2 separate regions of the Sus scrofa genome follow, and region 1 is linked to region 2. Evidence: chromatin contacts called from public Hi-C data. All regions are on one chromosome and are shown on one strand. Each heading gives the region's core, a stretch centred on a gene start, on an enhancer-like site or on the middle of the called end of the contact. The rest is flanking DNA. Distances are from core to core; before and after follow the strand shown. Region 1 holds the start of SEC14L5 (SEC14-like protein 5). Region 2 holds the start of GLYR1 (putative oxidoreductase GLYR1).

Region 1 (3,583 bases), core at 155-2,654, 110 kb before region 2:
ATCATCATTAGTATATATATAATAATAACTATTATTATTACACAAAATGACAGCAGTGGTTTGGCCCCTGACATGCTTGTTTTCTATTGAAGGGGACCGAGATAAGAGGACAGATAAGCTTCAACAAGGAAAGGAGGGAAAGACCTTGTGTTTTGGTCAGTGGGCAAGGGTTCCGGAAGTTGTGATGAAAGGTGGGACGGCCAGGCGAAGGGTCCTGGTTAGAGGCTGGACCCACCCAGTCAGTGGAGTAGCTCATTAATTCCTTCTGATCGGGGGGTTCAAGGGGGTCTCCCTCTTCTTACCATCAGAGCTGACCTCTGGTATCCCTCCACCCGTCACACAAGGGACCTCAGGGTCGGGGGTCACTCACCGCCATGACCAGCTCGAACGGGTACTTGTAGACGCGGACAGGAGACTGGTACTTCTGCACCATGTTCTTGCAGGACGACCAGCGAGAGCCACCCAGGCAGGAAGTGGGCACGGAGCCTGAGTGAGGGCGACTGGTGAGGCGGCAGCGCCCACCCTGTGAAGCAGGAGCCCTGCCCACTGCTCCCTAGCCAGGGGCAGGCCCACCCTTGGCGCCACCCACACATCTCCTCAAGTCAAGGGGGCCAGGGATCCCCAGATTACTTTGGGCCAGTCCCCAAACCCCTGTTCTGTCCGTTACCCTTGGCCCCCGACCACTCTCCCTCCTCAGGATTAATCGGTACACACAACGTTTGGGCCCCACCCCTTCATGCTGAGGGTCATGGAAAACCCAGTAAGTCCAAATGGAAACACATACATTCGCAGTTCTCACACTCCCACAATTCCTTCACCCACGCAGCCCACAGCCTGCCACCGACATCCGGAACACACAGTCCCCCCAAGATTCATTGCACCTGCCCTCCCATTTTCCTCCAAGACACATTAACATTCAGTCCTCACCAAATTTCACACGCACACACATGTACGACTGCCCTCCCACACGGGGCTGCCCTTGCAAACGCACTCAACTTTGCACACACACCCAGCTCCCCGGAGCACGCACCTACCCAACTCCAGGCTCTCATATAATTCTCCTGATGCGCACAGACGTTCACACACATGCACACACACCGATGTACACGCACACACGCACATCCCCCCCCACCCCCAGCCCTGCTCACCGTCGCCCTCGGAGTCTCCTGGGACACAGCCCCAGGGCAGTGCGGAGCTGAGCCCTCCAGGGTCCCCTGCGGCCGCCTGGCCCGAAGCTCAGAGCCTGGGACTGGGTGCAGCTGCGGTCGCTGAGCTGGGGGCGTCTGATCCTGCACACCCTGCGGCCGGGCGGGTCAGGGAGGGACTTAAGGGACGGGAGCTAGCCCTGCCGGGGCGGGAGCGCTCCAGGACCCAGGACAGCGGAGATCTTGGACTGGCTCCGCCCTCGTCCCCCCAGCCAACCCCTTTCCTCCGCCCCCGGCTCAGCCATGGCCCCGCCCAGATTTACCCCGCCCTGGGCAGGCCCCGCCCCAGCCTGGCCCCGCCTTGGACTGGCCCCATCCCAGTCTTAGTCCCGCCTTTTATTCTACACTTCCTTGTTTGACCACGCCCCGCCCCGCCCTTCCTCCCGTATGGCCCCGCCTCACGCAGGCCCCGCCTCCATAGGTCCCGCCCCTAAAGCACTCGCCTCGCGCGTGGCCCAGCCCCAGGAAGACCCCGCCCCCAGGCTGCGGCTCTAATCTAGCTCTGCCTCCAGGCGAACCCTTGCTTGTCCCGCCCCTCTATCCCAGTACAGTTCCCTAACTCGGGCCAACCCTCTCTCCTCCTGGACTCTGAGTCCGGTCCCTCCACTGGCCACGCCCCAGAACCCTCTCGGTTCTGCCCCGAGTAGCAGGCCTGTCGGTATCTGGTATCTTTCATTCACTTTGCAGTTGTTTACACATCGCTTAAGTGTTAGGACTTATCAAGTGCTGAAGAGTCATCAGTGAACAAAACAGGTAGAGTTTTGTGGAGTTTACATTCCAGTGGGGGAGACAGACATTCGATAAGTGAGCCAAATATATAGCATTATGTGAGATGGGGGAAAATGCCAAGGTGAAAAAAATAAACAGGGAAGGGATTCAAGGAGTGAAGGAGGTCCTGTTGTGGCTCAGCGGAAATGAACTGGGCTAGTACCCATAAGGATGCGGGTTCGATCCCTGGCCTCGCTCAGCGGGTTGATACGGCAGGGAGAGTGTGTACAGGGAGACAGATATATCATTACACTTGTGACAACCAATCCTTTTTCTTCCTTCCTAGCATTGTGTCACACTCTGCAATCACCTCCTTTATTCATCCATTCATTTATTTGTAGGTCTGTCCAAGGAGAGCGTGAGCTCCGCGAGAGCAGAGACTGTGTCTTGTCTGTCTTATTCATTTGCCCCACGGCAGCAGGGTCTTCCTGGGGATCTGGCAGCCGTAGATGCTCAGTGCGTTTTCTTGGCTAAAGGTTGTCCAGGGTAGAAATGGAGCACGCGATTCCTATCATTGCCACAAGGTGGCAGCAAAAGACCGTCAATGGCTCCTTCTTGGTTAAGGTTATCAAAGCTGGAAATGGAGCGCACGATTCCCATCCTTGCCACAAGGTGGCAGCAAAAGACTGTCAATGGCTCCTTCTTGGGTAAGGCTAAAAATAGAGTGCACGGCCCCCATCTTCGCCACACGGTAGCAGCAAAAGCCCGTCCACGGCTCCTTGGGTCTTCTAGAAGGGGAAATTGCTGGGCAAGGTAGGAGTAGAGGGAAGATCCGCTCTACTGTAGGTTCATCAGAGAAATTCCCAGGCTCCTCCCCGACGTCCGTGCAGGGCACCAAGTGCTCGTTCACACTGTTGGCGGTTGTGACAACACGAGAGGCTTGAGTTGACCCAAGATAATCAGAGCGGAATGTTTACACCTGAAAGGATCGGGAGGGGCAATCTGTTTTCTCGGGCACCATTTGAGAAGAGCCTGGGCACGTGCTTGTTCGCCAGCTCCTCACGTGGTTCTTTTAAACAGACGCGTCTGGCCGTGCTGGCTAGCAGATCTTGGAGGGCACTCCCGGGGATTCCTTAGGGAACCGAGGATGCTCGGAGGTGCGCTCCGGAGGGGGAGGTCGCTCCCGAGAGCTCCTCCTACATGTGGGCGTGGCCCCCGCCCCCGTTACTCTCTTCCACCCGGGCAGAATCTTCCCGGCCGCCCCCACGCGTGTGTCTTTTGCCCCCGAAGGTGACAGCTCGTGGGAGTAGGAGGCGGGGTGGGAGATGCAGGGAGCAGGGGAGTCAAGAAAAGCCACAAGCAGCATAGGAGATTGCGGGGAGGCTCCAGGTCTCCAGGCTACTCTCAGCGCCGCTCCGCCTCCGTCACCATCTGGTGAGTACATGAGGGGAGGGGGTGGTGGGAGGTGGGGAGTTCGGGGGTGGCCAGCTGCGTGGGTAGAGGTCCAGAGGGAAGTGAGAGCCTAGCTCCCTCCTCCTCCAGCCAATGGAAGCGAATTAGTAATCACACCACCTTCCACCTGCTTCCTCTTGCGAGTTCTCCTATCAATCACCCTACCATTTATTGAGCACTTATTTAGCACCTGTTGCATAGTTCTAAGGCTTTACACA
Region 2 (3,702 bases), core at 23-2,522:
AGCGAAACTGAATTCCAAAGAGAAACCAGGCTTCGGACAAGTCAGTTCGCTAAAAACTTCCCGTTTACACCCAGTCTCTGTATAACACGACACCTATGAGAGATGCCCGTGGACCTGCCACTCTTTCATGCAGGCGGTGACTCAAGAAAAGTCCCGGGTAAGTTAACACTTGACTTAGACTCCCTGGGTTCTCAAACTGAGATTGGAACCTTTTTAAAATGTTTTACATTCTATCTGCGATGGTGATATTTAGGCAGACGCTGTGCTAAACTGCTTGTTATTCAAGATTCCCCATTCAATGGTTTAGTTTGAACATACTGAAACTACGCTTAGCGTCTGCCTTCCTGTTGTCAAAACAGCCTGTTTCCAACTTCCCTAAAAGTGTCAAACCACAACAAAGCTTACGTGAGAGCCCAGTTCCCACAAAGACACGTACCTTTGTCCCCGGCGCGACGCAGGCTACGGCCCCGCGGGCCGCACTCGTTCCCCCGTGGCCGTCCTCATGCCGGCCCGGGAGCCCGGGCTGCCGCGCTGCTAGCGGCCGGCCACCGAGCCATGCCTCCCGGCGGTCGGCCGGCCCGCGCCACGGCCCATGGCCCGGTCCCCGCGCGCCCGGGGGGCCTCGCCGGCCGTGCCGACGCGCCGGCCCAGGAGGAAGCAGAGAGACGCCGGCTCCACGTCGGCCGGGCAACTTGGGACTTCGGGACGGGCAGCACTGCGCCCCAGGAGAACGTGCGACGCGGACGCAGGATCGGAGCCTCTCCCTGGACGCCGGCCGTTAGAAAGAGCGCTCCAAAGGACCTGTCCACCCTCCGAAGGACCTGTCCGCCCTCCGGGCGCGGCCGCGAAGAGCCCGTCGGGCGCGAGGCCCCGGGCGCGGGCGGAGGCTGGCTTCCAGGCCGCGCCGAAGTCCGTCAGGGCAGCTGCCGGCTCGGAGACGCGGGCGGCCCCGGGCCCGCGCAGGACTAACGGCCGTAACGGAAGCGCCGAGGGGGAGGGGCTGAAGGCCAGGGCCCTGGGGCGGAGCGGGCCGCAGGACCTGCTCCCTAGCTCGGGGACTCGCTCGCTCCGCCGGCCGCACCGTCGCCGCCGCCTCAGACCGCTGCGCTACGTTGTCACGAGCCGGAGGGAGGGGGAAGAAGCCGGGAGTCTCCGGGCTCCGGCGCGCGGAGACCGCGGCGCCCGGGTCACGTGCCGCTAGGCCGGCCTATGAGCCTGGGCGGGCGCGGTGACGTCAGAGCAGCGGCGTGTCCGGTTACGGTCAGCCCCCGTCACGTGACCGGGCTCACTCCAATGGGCGGCACCGGGACGACCTGATGTTCCCGGCTGCCCGTGCGCCGGCGGTGGTTGGGTGGTAAGATGGCGACTGTGAGTCTGCGGCTCGGCGATTTGGTGTGGTGAGTCCAGGCGGCCCGGGCCGAGTGATGTGCGCTGGGGAGTTGCCTCCCTGTGCGTGGGGTTCGCAGCCCGCCCCGGGGCTGCCTTTCTCTTCGCTTCAGGTGGCGGAGAGTGGGCGAGGCGGGGTGCGGGCGCTGGGAGCGACGCCGGGCGGAAGGGGCAGCCTGGCCCGGGGGGACTGAGGCCGAGGGTGGCCGCGGCGGACCCGGCTTTGAGCTGTGGAGAGGGCTGCGCACAGGACCCGGACTCCAGCGGCCACCGTTTGGGGAGTGCCCAGCGCCGCGCGGCTCCCGCGGACGCCCGGTCCTCGCCTCGGGGTCTGGTTGGGGCTCCCGGGAAAGCGGGAGAGCCGGGGAGCCTGCGGAGCCATCGCGTCCCAGCCTGCCCGTCGAAACCCGCCTTGCGATGGCACCGACCGGTGCGGGCGGCTCAGCCGGGAGTGTCGAAACCGGGCTGCTGGCACTGTCCTGTGAAGAAACGGAGTGGGGACTTCTCCTTTACAACTGGAGGTTTGGCAGGGACCAGTTTCTCCTTGGGTGCTTCCCCTGGTCTGCTTCTGTGTCCCAGACAACCGCCCGAACCAAGACTTACTGTCGCCGCCTCCCTCCAGCTGAGCTGCGTAGCTCATTTCTCAGTCTAGAGGAAGGATTTCCATTAGCATTTGTCAAAGCCGGGTTGGGGGATGAAACCAGACTTTGTAAGGGGAAGTCTGTGTTTACACAGCAGACCGTCCCGCCACCCTCGTCACGTCCCGGGGAGGTTCTGGACAAACGACTCTTGGTAGTTTTGTTTTTCTGTATCCCTTGTCACCGGAAGAATGCACACAAGTTTACAGTTTTGCATTGCATTTCTGAGGGGTTTGGGCCTCTTGGGCCCAGCTGTGGATGCCACAATAAGAACTTCTGGTTCCCAGCTTTTTCTATTCTGGCACTTGAGCGTCGAAGGGGAGATTTAGGAAAATAAATTGCATGTTGAGTGGGTTGAAGGAGACGGACTGGCCTTTCCAGGGCAAATGCTGACTCTTTGTGTTTTCTCTAGGGGGAAACTCGGCCGGTATCCTCCTTGGCCGGGAAAGGTGAGTGACTGGCGGACATCTGAAGTTGAGTTTGAGGAGGTGGAGAGTATAAGATGCAGTCCCTTGAATTCCTAACATTGAGTTTAACTGGGCCTATTTAAATAACATTGGAGAATTTTTTTTTCCTCCACTGTCAGTTTTTTTAGAAAAGGCAGTGTAATTTAAACCACGTCATTAAATCTACAGTATGTTATTGTTTCTTGAATCAGAGGTGGTTTGTGGAAAAGTCTTTTCATCCTGAAAATCCTTTCTAACTTGAATTTAGCTTTGCACATAAATCTAATAAATGGAGAAGAAAACAAATTTTCCAGTAAGAAAAATCTAAATGTAGGCTAGTGAAAAGTCAAAGTATTTTTGTCCCACTGAGTTTAAATCTTCTTTGCATTTTACCATATGTGCTGCTCCAGTGCATTGCAGAAGCTGGCATTCCACGTTTTGCACGAAGTGATCCTTCATAGCTTTCCAACCGATCTGTTTTTATATTCTTGTTTGGAGCCTAGGAAATGTCTTCAGACTCTTTGCAGTATGGCATTTTCAGTGTCTCGGTGTTGTCACTGTTACTTCATTGTCACTGTTGACCTGTCTGAACTCTTCCTGCACAGAGGTATTTTTAAGAGTGTTTTCTGCGTTTCTTCCATAATGACAGGGTCACATTACAGGAGGTAATGATGTTGGTCTGCTTTTAAAACAGGGCCGTTTTAGTAAAAGGGATATTGTATCTACTGAACACTGTGTTACATGACAGACACAGGGAACTTCTAGAATATTTGCACATTTCCACGTCTCAGTAGAAGAGTGCCAGATTTGGACATAAAATAGGCCCTGTGTTTGGTTTTGTTTTTTTAAGATGTATTTCTTTTGTGTTTTGTTTTTTCTTTCCCTTACCAACTTATAACTGTGGGGAAAAAAATTTGTTTTTCCCCCTTTTATTCCCTAGATTGTTAACCCACCCAAGGACTTAAAGAAACCACGTGGAAAGAAATGCTTCTTTGTAAAGTTTTTTGGAACAGAAGATCAGTGAGTAGTGCTCACCAAGAATTTCGCTTTCCCTTTGCTGTTTGGGCTTTGCCCCAGGTTGAAGCTGGTTGATTCTCGGGATCCTTGTTTAGTCTCATTGTAGTCCACAGAATGGCCATCATTCTGGCTTCATACCTAAATAAAAGGTGCTGTTCTTATCCCCGAGAAATTCTCTTGAGCAGCTATCCTGAGGCCGGTAACAATGGCAGTCA

Evidence for each region. A called contact is a pair of places that touch in the nucleus more often than the background predicts.
Region 1: a Hi-C map of embryonic fibroblasts shows a contact between it and region 2, with 3 times the contacts expected there. The contact joins the promoter of SEC14L5 here to the promoter of GLYR1 in region 2. A contact is called at or near these places in 3 of 5 promoter capture datasets (fetal skeletal muscle and liver) and 6 of 47 Hi-C or Micro-C datasets (embryonic fibroblasts, heart right ventricle, liver and 1 more).

What each region holds. Positions count from the first base shown.
Region 1 is chr3:37,441,724-37,445,306 of Sscrofa11.1, forward strand. It overlaps SEC14L5 (SEC14-like protein 5), which reads right to left and starts at 1,405. Exons shown (of 16, transcript XM_003124623.4): 1 at 1,149-1,405; 2 at 371-486. The coding sequence starts at 433.
Region 2 is chr3:37,554,085-37,557,786 of Sscrofa11.1, forward strand. GLYR1 (putative oxidoreductase GLYR1) reads left to right here and starts at 1,273. Exons shown (of 16, transcript XM_013995678.2): 1 at 1,273-1,397; 2 at 2,437-2,473; 3 at 3,411-3,490. The coding sequence starts at 1,360. UBN1 (ubinuclein-1) reads right to left here and starts at 1,171. Exons shown (of 17, transcript XM_021086662.1): 1 at 437-1,171.